2 separate regions of the Mus musculus genome follow, and region 1 is linked to region 2. Evidence: chromatin contacts called from public Hi-C data. All regions are on one chromosome and are shown on one strand. The core of a region is the stretch at or near the end of the contact, and the rest is flanking DNA. Distances in the headings are between cores, read along the strand shown.

What was found. A called contact is a pair of places that touch in the nucleus more often than the background predicts.
Region 1: a Hi-C map of pro-B cells shows a contact between it and region 2, with 4 times the contacts expected there. The contact joins two enhancer-like sites. A contact is called at or near these places in 1 of 15 datasets of contacts at CTCF or cohesin (pro-B cells), 17 of 484 Hi-C or Micro-C datasets (B cells, CD4 T cells, CD8 T cells and 11 more) and 3 of 9 other capture datasets (adipose tissue, liver and pancreatic islet).

Annotation. Positions count from the first base shown.
Region 1 is chr5:147,524,290-147,529,102 of GRCm38.p6, forward strand. Pan3 (PAN3 poly(A) specific ribonuclease subunit) reads left to right here. Exons shown (of 19, transcript NM_028291.5): 9 at 2,230-2,391; 10 at 2,636-2,752; 11 at 2,840-2,941. Among named protein-coding and RNA genes, the nearest start is that of Pan3, 97 kb to the left of the region's middle. Within about 2 kb of position 2,927, at least 77 of the 459 cell types and tissues checked have an H3K27ac peak or open chromatin away from gene starts, as enhancers often do. A contact at or near this core is called in B cells, CD8 T cells, LSK cells and 1 more, where this site is marked.
Region 2 is chr5:147,336,354-147,341,004 of GRCm38.p6, forward strand. All of the region lies in intron 20 of Flt3 (FMS-like tyrosine kinase 3), which reads right to left. Among named protein-coding and RNA genes, the nearest start is that of Urad, 16 kb to the left of the region's middle. Within about 2 kb of position 3,333, at least 56 of the 459 cell types and tissues checked have an H3K27ac peak or open chromatin away from gene starts, as enhancers often do. A contact at or near this core is called in B cells, CD8 T cells, LSK cells and 1 more, where this site is marked.

The DNA of each region.
Region 1 (4,813 bases), core at 1,677-4,176, 190 kb after region 2:
CATTAACCTAGAGTTTCAAGGTAAACTTGGATCATTTCAGCCGGAAGAGATATAAGATAGTCATAAATGTACACACAGCAGTGGAAACCTGAAGCAGTCTGAATGCTCATCTGAAGAATAGTGGATGGATTAGTAGGACATTATGGAAGAAAGTATACTGATAGACAGCAACACAGAAGAAACTTATGAATGCGATTTAAAAGTGACATGGACGTGACTACATCCAACGTGCACCTTTTTATGAAGTTACATAACTAAAATTAACACTCTGTGGTGTTGCATAGGCATGAACCAGTGACTTGAGTAATATAAACTAAAGATTTAGTCTTATACAGCTGTGTTCAAACACATCCTAATCAAAGAGTCTTTCATTTTTGTAACTGATAGTTTTGTTTCTGAGGTTCACTATATGTGCTTTGTTTCTATTAGTCTTTTTTTTTTTTAAAGCATTTCTTTTTTTTTTTTTTTTTTTTTTTTAATTGGGGTGGGGGGGTTCGAGACAGGGTTTCTCTGTAGCCCTGGCTGTCCTGGAACTCTGTAGACCAGGCTGGCCTCGAACTCAGAAATCCACCTGCCTCTGCCTCCCAAGTGCTGGGATTAAAGACATGCGCCACCACTGCCCGGCTTTATTAGTCTTTTGTTTGACAGTTTGACTGTGTTGCCCTGGCTGGCCTGGAACTCAGAAAACTGCCTGCCTCTGCTTCTGTTTCCTGACGGTTGGGGTGGGATGAATGCTTGGCCATGTTCACTATCTTATTAGCCTTAAAGCCTCACACTGGCTCATCTCTTCTTAATCTGTTCTTGCTGTCCTCTTTCTTTCCGTCTCCTCAGTGTGGACTAAATATGTGTAGCCAAGCATGTTTTACATCTCAGAAGTCGTTAGCAATGTCCAGAGCCTTCTGAGTCATCATCGCTGTAAGCAGTGTTGCATAGCGCGCAGCGGACGGAGGCCGGGAGTGCTCTGAACACCCCCTGCAGTATGCGGGACAGCTCTTCCCGGGGGCAGTTATGCCAAGGTTGAGAGACGTGACATAGGCTTACTGCAGCGAGTTCTGTATACTCAAGAGCTCTTAATCTAACTCATCTTTGACTTTTGGGCTTTTATCTCTGCAGTATATTTTTTACATCAATTATTTTATTACTAAGCACCCCTTTAGTCATGATCAAATATGTGGAATTTTTAGAGCTGAACGCATAGAATAGACTAATAGTTAATAATACCTGTTTTTTAAGATTCAGCATCCCTTTGATAAAAACTAAATTAACCAGATATAAAAGGAACACATCTTACTACAAGACAGCACTCATAAAATAAGCCAGCAGCTAATGGTAAATAGGGCCCAGAGTTGGGACCACAGCACAGAGAGCTGTGCCCCATGGGAATCAAGAGGAAGCTTCCGGAGCTTGGTAGTTGTTAACTCGAACAGTGGTGCGAACAAGTGTGACCGGTTGAAAGGACAGCGCTAAAAAATCCTATACTCATAGCCTTGTCGTGACCTCTTTTAAACAAATCATGTACAGCCATTGCATGGAAATTCAAGATGTACAGCTTCTGAAGCCAGATAGCGTTTGCTGTGGAGACCCTTGCGTATTGAGTAGAGTTTATCTTTTACCTTGTCTATTTGTTTGTTTGTTGTTAAAAACCATGGTAGTCATCAAAAAGGTTGTTCCAAATATCATAGTTGGTTTGCTCTTGTGCTGTCACTTGACTGTTAATTTCCTTGTGGGCACTGCACCTCTTAATTATTGGGGGAAGCATAGTTTCTTTAGTTGTACCCAGTCGAGCCAGAGGAGACTTGTAAGAGTTTTGATGGCAAATGTCACATAGGTTCATACATATATATGCTACCCTTATCAATTTCATACAACTTATTTTAAATTTATGCTCTAAAGATAATTCAAAATCTACCTTGATTTTTATTAATATTAGAATAAAATGTTTAATATATCAATAACTCATTTTTAATAATTATTTCTGAGAACAAAAATCCCTATATTGTGCTGCTAAGAGACAGGAGAATGTGAGCTTCAGTTGTGCTTGGCTGCCCCTAACCTGTTGGTACTGAAGCTTAGTTGGGTTTATAACAAGCCTGTCAGACAGCACTGCCTCCTGACACAAGTCTGTTGGGGTTTGACAGTGGGTAGTGATGCGTGTGCTTGCTTCTTTAATGCTGTGAGAGGTTTGTGAATGCCTGTCATTGACAGTTGTCTTTCTGCCACTTACTCTAGCAGTCCCCACAGAAGTTGACAGCTACCATAGCCTGTTCCCTCTAGAACCACTGCCACCTCCCAACCGGATACAGAAATCAAGTAATTTTGGATATATCACGTCTTGCTACAAAGCTGTAAATAGCAAAGATGATCTGCCATATTGCCTTCGGAGGATACATGGTAAGGAAGGTGGATTTCCTCAGAAGTATACTACTCTTGCTAAGATTATTCATACTTTCATATAAACAGTGCTGTCTTATTATGCGTGCTTGGAAAACAAGGTTTCTTTTATTTTTCTTCTTTTTTTTTTTTGTCCCCATTTGAAGATTAATACTTTACAGCCAACATAGACCATTTTTAAAAATTCAAATTTCTCTTGAGCTATCATTTACAGTTGATTGTAGTAGAGAATTTTCTTCTTTAGGTTTTCGTCTTGTTAACACAAAGTGCATGGTGTTGGTTGATATGTGGAAAAAAATTCAGCACTCAAATATTGTAACTCTGCGTGAAGTGTTTACCACTAAAGCATTTGCCGAGCCTTGTAAGTACCCAGTCCTGTGGGTCCTGCTCATGGGCTTCCCTGTGTGGAGCCAGACTTGTGTGATGTGTGTTTCTGTTTCTTTGTAAGCTCTGGTGTTCGCCTATGATTTCCATGCTGGAGGAGAAACTATGATGAGCAGACACTTTAACGACCCGAATTCTGATGCCTACTTCACAAAGAGGAAGTGGGGTAAGCAAGAGATGCGAGCAGACTGTTTTGATGCATGCTTTTGACCTGGCGAGGAGTTTCTTATGAAGACATGCACAAAGGTTTTCTTGCCATTTTAAGGGTCTTACTGCATTTTTATAAAGTATCTCAAAGAATTGGAGTTGGTTTGCAGCAAGTTAGGAAAAATGTGTATATTGACTCATATTTTATACCAGTATTTTTGGTTTATTTTGGATATATCCCATAGGATATAAAATTTCCTATGAACATCATTTGATAGTCTTCCCACCCAGTGTGACTGTATGGTCATCTATGAAATCATTTCCCTAGAAACATTCTTTTGTTTGTTAAACGTCAAGTTAGTTTTTTAAAAAGCGACTTTACTTTAAAATGGAAGAGAAGTTCTTTCGTCTTCTCCTTCTTTCCTAATATTTGCTTAAATAGTCATTTTATAATTCAGATATTTCAAGGGACCTAGAAATTTATAATTGCAGTCTAAAACATGCTCCTTTAGAAGGAAAATGACACCACAGAAAACGTAAATCCAATTTGAGATGTCAAAATTTATATTTTTGTAGGTAGTCTGATTTTGTGTGGAACCAAGAATGAAGCTTCACCTTGTTAGCTGTAGTTTTTAATCTTAAGATTCTCTTGAACACAAAACATAATACTTGGGTGTGCTCATAACCTTGCTTCTGCATTCTGACAGTTGAAAGCAGTTGTGGTTTCAACATAGTTGTTGAATTGGTGGTGGAAGCCTGTCAGGCAGTGTGGTGGCTTCTCCTTTTGTGCTGTCGTCTGTAGACACGGGCACAGGTTTTTGGAGGATGTGGTGGCAGCTTTCCCTGAAGATGTGTGGTTGTGGCTCATATTTATTTTAGTAATAACTCTTGTGAGATGGCTGTTAGCTTTATTTATCGCTATCTTAACCTTGGCTCTGTTGACACTTGGGCCACACATCATTTGTTCTGTGGAATCTACCCTGTATTGTGGGTTGTTGGACAGTGGTGCTTGTCTTCTGGATACCCCTATACCTCAGCTCTGATGCCAGAAATAACTGCATGCACTGCCAGTGTTCCTTGTTGAGAACTACTCAGAGCATGTTACCCATTTTAGAAGTCTGTATTTTTTCTAGGACTGGAAACATCTCTCTCAGTTTCTACATTTTCTCAGTCTCTGTTCTTCCATGCATTAGACTCTTATAACCCCCACTATACTCCTTACACATATGAATGCCTTACTGTTTTCTCCTACTGAATAACTGTTTTAGCAACAACTTCTTTAAAAAGGCATGTTTGTCATAAGTGCATTATTTAGAAAATGGGGATGATATGAGATAGTGAAAGTGTATTTATATAGAAACTATAGAGATTAAAATGAAGTGAATGGAGCAGTTAGAATGGAATCTGATGGAAAGTAAGACCTATGTGTTTGCTGTAAGTCCTCACTCTAAGAATTGTAGCATCTAGGAGGCTAAGTCAGGAGAATTGCTACAAATTGGAGGGTTACAGAGTACAGTCCTCGTCTCAGAAAAACAACAACAACAAAAAAAATAGCTGGGTGTAATGCCACATGCCTTTAATTGCAGCACCTAGAAGACAGATTGAGACAGATAGCTGAGTTCAAGGCCAGCCCAGTTTATACAGTGAGTATTTCCAGGACAGCCAGGGCTACATAGTGGATCCTGTTTGAATATAAACAAAAACAACAAAACAGGATAACTGATCCTCCTCCTTATGATCATATCAGTTGTGTAACTTTATTTAAACATTCTTCCTTTTGGTCATGGTGCTGTGGGCTGACTTGCAGTCTTGATGCGTGCTCAGCTGTGCTCCAGCCCTCAAAGTCACACGGATTCAGGACTCTCTTGGGTTCTCTCTGACATCTTCTTAG
Region 2 (4,651 bases), core at 2,083-4,582:
TTAAAGAAAACGCAAAAAGCAAAAAAGCTCCTAACCCAAAACATCCAGGAAATCCAGGACACAATGAGAAGACCAAACCTAAGGATAGTAGTTATAGAAGAGAGTGAAGATTCCCAACTTAAAGGGCCAGTAAATATCTTTAACAAAATTATAGAAGAAAACTTCCCTAACCTAAAGAAAGAGATGCCCATGAACATACAAGAAGCCTACAGAACTCCAAATAGACTCGACCAGAGAAGAAATTCCTCCCATCACATAATAATCAAAACACCAAATGCACTAAACAAAGGAATAATATTAAAAGCAGTAAGGGAAAAAGGTCAAGTAACATATAAAGACAGACCTATCAGAATTACACCAGACTTCTCACCAGAGACTATGAAAGCCAGAAGATCCTGGGCAGATGTCATACAGACCCTAAGAGAACACAAATGCCAGCCCAGACTATTATACCCAGCAAAACTCTAAATTGCCATAGACAGAGAAACCAAGATATTCCATGACAAAACCAAATTTACACAGTATCTTTCCATAAATCCAGCCCTACAAAGGATAATAGATGGAAAACACTTCACAAGAAGAGAAACTACATCCTAGAAAAAACAAGAAAGTAATCTTTCAACAAACCCAGAAGAAGATAGCCACACAAACATAATTCCACCTCTAACAACAAAAATAACAGGAAGTAACAATCACTTTTCCTTAATATCTATTAACATCAATGGACTCAATTCCCCAATAAAAAGACATAGACTAACAGACTGGATACATAAACAGGACCCAGCATTTTGCTGCACACAGGAAATGCACCTCAGTGACAAAGACTGACACGACCTCAGAGTAAAAGGCTGGAAAACAATTTTCCAAGCAAATTGTTTCAGGAAACAAGCTGGAGTATCCATTCTAATATCGAATAAAATCAACTTTCAACCAAAAGTTATCAAAAAAGATAAGGAAGGACACTTTATACTGGTCAAAGGAAAAATCTAAGAAGATGAATTCTCTGTTCTGAACATCTATGCTCCAAATGCAAGGGCATCCACAGTCATAAAAGAGACTTTACTAAAGCTCAAAGCACACATTGCACCCCACACAATAATAGCGGGAGACTTCAACACCCCACTCTCAGCAATGGACAGATCATGGAAACAGAAACTAAATCGAGACACAGTGAAACTAACAGAAATTATGAACCAAATGGATCTAACAGGTATTTATAGAACATTTCATCCTAAAGCAAAAGAATATACCTTCTTCTCAGCACCTCACAGTACCTTCTTCAAAACTGACCATATAATTGGTCACAAAACAGGCCTCAACAGATACAAGAAGACTGAAATAATCCCATATACCCTATCAGATCACCACAGACTAAGGCTGGTCTTAAATACCAACAAAAACAACAGAAAGCACACATACACACAGAAGCTGAACAATGCTCTGCTCAATGATAACTTGGTCAAGGAAGAAATAAAAAAAGAAAGTAAAGTCTATCTTTTTAGAATTTAATGAAAATGAAGGCACATCATATCAAAGCTTATGGGACACAATGAAAGCAGTGCTAAGAGGAAAACTCATAGCTCTGAGTGCTTCCAAAAAGAAACTGGAGAGAGCACACACTAGCAGCTTGACAGCACACATGAAAGCTCTAGAACAAAACAAAGCAAATACACCCAAGAGGAGTAGACGGCAGGAAATAGTCAAACTCAGGGCTGAAATCAGCCAAATAGAAACAAAAAGAACTCTATAAAGAATCAACAAAACCAGGAGCTGGTTCTTTGAGAAAAAACAAGATAGATAGACCCTTAGCCTGACTAACCAGAGGGCACAGAGACAGTATTCAAATTAATAACATCAGAAATGAAAAGGAGACATAACAACAAAATATATCTTAAAATAATTATTCTGTCTGTTGAATATTAAGTTGAAAATATTAAAATCATGTTCTAGAAAAAAAGAAAAAGTAGAAGCTTTTTAGAAATACGTTTCTTATCTATCTATCCATCTATCCACCCATTATCATCTATTATCTATATTTAACATCTATCTAAGTATCTGTTTATCTATCTACCTGTCTATACCTACCTATCTACCTACCTACCTATAGCTATCTCTCTCTCTCTCTCTATCTCTATCTATCTATCTATCTATCTATCTATCTATCTATCTATCTATCTATCTATCATTTGTTTTCCTTTTTTTTTTCTTTTCTTTTTTGAGACAGGGTTTCTCTGTGTAGCCCTGGCTGTCCTGGAACTCACTCTGTAGACCAGGCTGGCCTCGAACTCAGAAATCCACCTGCCTCTGCCTCCCAAGTGCTGGGATTAAAGACGTGCGCCACCACCGTCCAGCTCATCTGTTTTTCTATTTTGAGACAAGGTCTCACTATGTAGCTCTGGTGACATAAGCAGAATAGGGCCTCAAACACACAAATCAACCTGCCTTTGCCTCCTGAGAGCTGGGTTTAAAGGCGTAGGGCACCACTCCTGGCAAAATACACTTCTTTAAAAGTCATCTTGGACACAGGCTTGTGCTTGGGATTGGCAAGTGCCGTAGCGATGCCGTTCGTTCGTTAAGGAAGAGCTCTGTATTTGCTCAGAGGTCGACAAGTTCAAGGCCGCGGGGAGAATCATTTACGGGAGCTTTCCTCAGAACTGAGAAGCATCGCCCTCAAGGACTTACGTGATCATGCCTAGAGTAACCATAGCTGCCCTCCGGGGCTTGAATAACTTCCAGAGGCGGGACAGGGGGTTGGCCTCTGTTTGCACAGGCTTTGATTTGCATCAGGACACAGTGGCTGGTTAGCTCCTGGGGCACGGAGTTTTGTTCTGATTTGGTTCCAGTAGGAACCTCATGTGTTTAATTGGCCAGGCTAAAGAAGAGCCCCAGAAGGAAATCCTCTTTTAAATCCTATGCAAATGGAGTCACTGGCCCAATCTGTGGTCCAGGCTGGGTTACCTGATTCATTAACAGAAGGTTCTGAACGGAATTCACCTTCCCACAGGAGAGCCCACTGGTGGGGTGAAAACCCCATAAGCACACAGAGAGGTCAGTGTACTGTAACCACAGCCAGCGACCATCCCTGGGAACCGGCTCTAAGCCACCTGAGATGAGCATTCATTGGAGTTCTCATTTTGGGTTAAAGGGCTATGTCATTGATTGTATTGGTTGGTTTCTGAGAACCTAGGAAGTAAAATCAGAATCCTGTAGGAAGTTAGTCAGGAGGACACCACCGTGAACGACAGGGATGCAGGCTCTGCACGCTCACATCCACACGGGGCAAGTTAGCAACCGCGGGCAAGTTGCTTTTCTTTGTCTCAATTTCCTCTTCACAGAGTGGGTATTTTCAGACCGAAGTGAGTACTGAGAGTGTCGAGCAGAGAGGAGGAACTGGGGCAGCCTGGGCTGCTGTCATTTCATAAGCAGGGATGATGGTACTGAGACTCCCCTCCCCCTCCCCCCTGCCCCCCTCCCCCAGCACTGGCTGAACACACAGCACCAGGGGGACTTGCACCAAGGTGTCCTAATTCCTTCTTTTTCTTCCTCATTCTGAGGCTTGAACCAAAGCCTCGCGAAGGCCAGGCCAGAGCTCTACGCCTGAGCTCTTCAGCCCTTACTGTTCATTTCATTCTTTCTTTCTTTAAAAATTTGATGCCAGGGGGACATGGTGGCAGCGCACATCCTTAGCCCCAGTGCTCCAGAGGCAGAGGCAGAGGCAGAGGCAGGCAGATCTCTGTCTGAGTTCCGAGGCCAGCCTGGTCTACAGAGTGAGTTCCAGGACAGCCAGGGCTACACAGAGAAACCCTGTCTTGAAAAATGAAAAGAAGAATAATTATGTTTTTATTCCTGTGCATGTGTGTGGGCGCTGGGGGAGGGTGCATGCTCGGCACACAGGTGAAGGTCAGAGGTCAACTTATACCATTCCAGTTTTTCCACCATGTGTTTTTGGGGGGCAACTCCAGCCCTCAGGCTTGGTAGCAACTACCTTTACCTGCTGAGACATCTCACTGTCTATCTGTCTGTCTATCATTGTCTATATGTCTTCTGTCTGTTTATCTATCAATCATTTGTCTGTTTATCTATCTATCATTTTCTGTCTATCTTTCTTTCTCTCTCTCTTTCTTCCCTTCTTAAACATTCATTTTTTGCCTCATCATACTTTGAATTGATTTTCACTTATGTGTAAGTATGTGCACATGAGCACACATGTCCAAAGAGGCCAGAGGCACTAGATTCCTTGGAGCTGGAGTTATAGATGCTTGCGAGCATCCTGCCGTGGGTGCTGGGTATCAAACTTGGGTCCCCTGGAAAAGCACTCTATGCTCTTAACCACTGAGCCATCTCTCTGGCCCCCTCACATTCTCTTTGAACGAACACATGTCAGTTATGTTGTATTTGGAGTCTTCCTGAACTCTTCATATAGTAACAGGGTAACAAACGCTACCAGTTAACTACAGCACCTTTAAACTTTATAGTGAATACCTGTGTGCTGCCTGTTCAGAAAAAAAAAAAACAAAAAGCTTTTTATACATGCTAGCTTGTCTCATGATCGGAAACATAAAACACATATAAAGCCACTTTATAGCTAAGGAAACCGAAACAGGTCTGAGTAAGGGCATTTTTTTTTTCAGGTGAAGATCTCATGCCAACC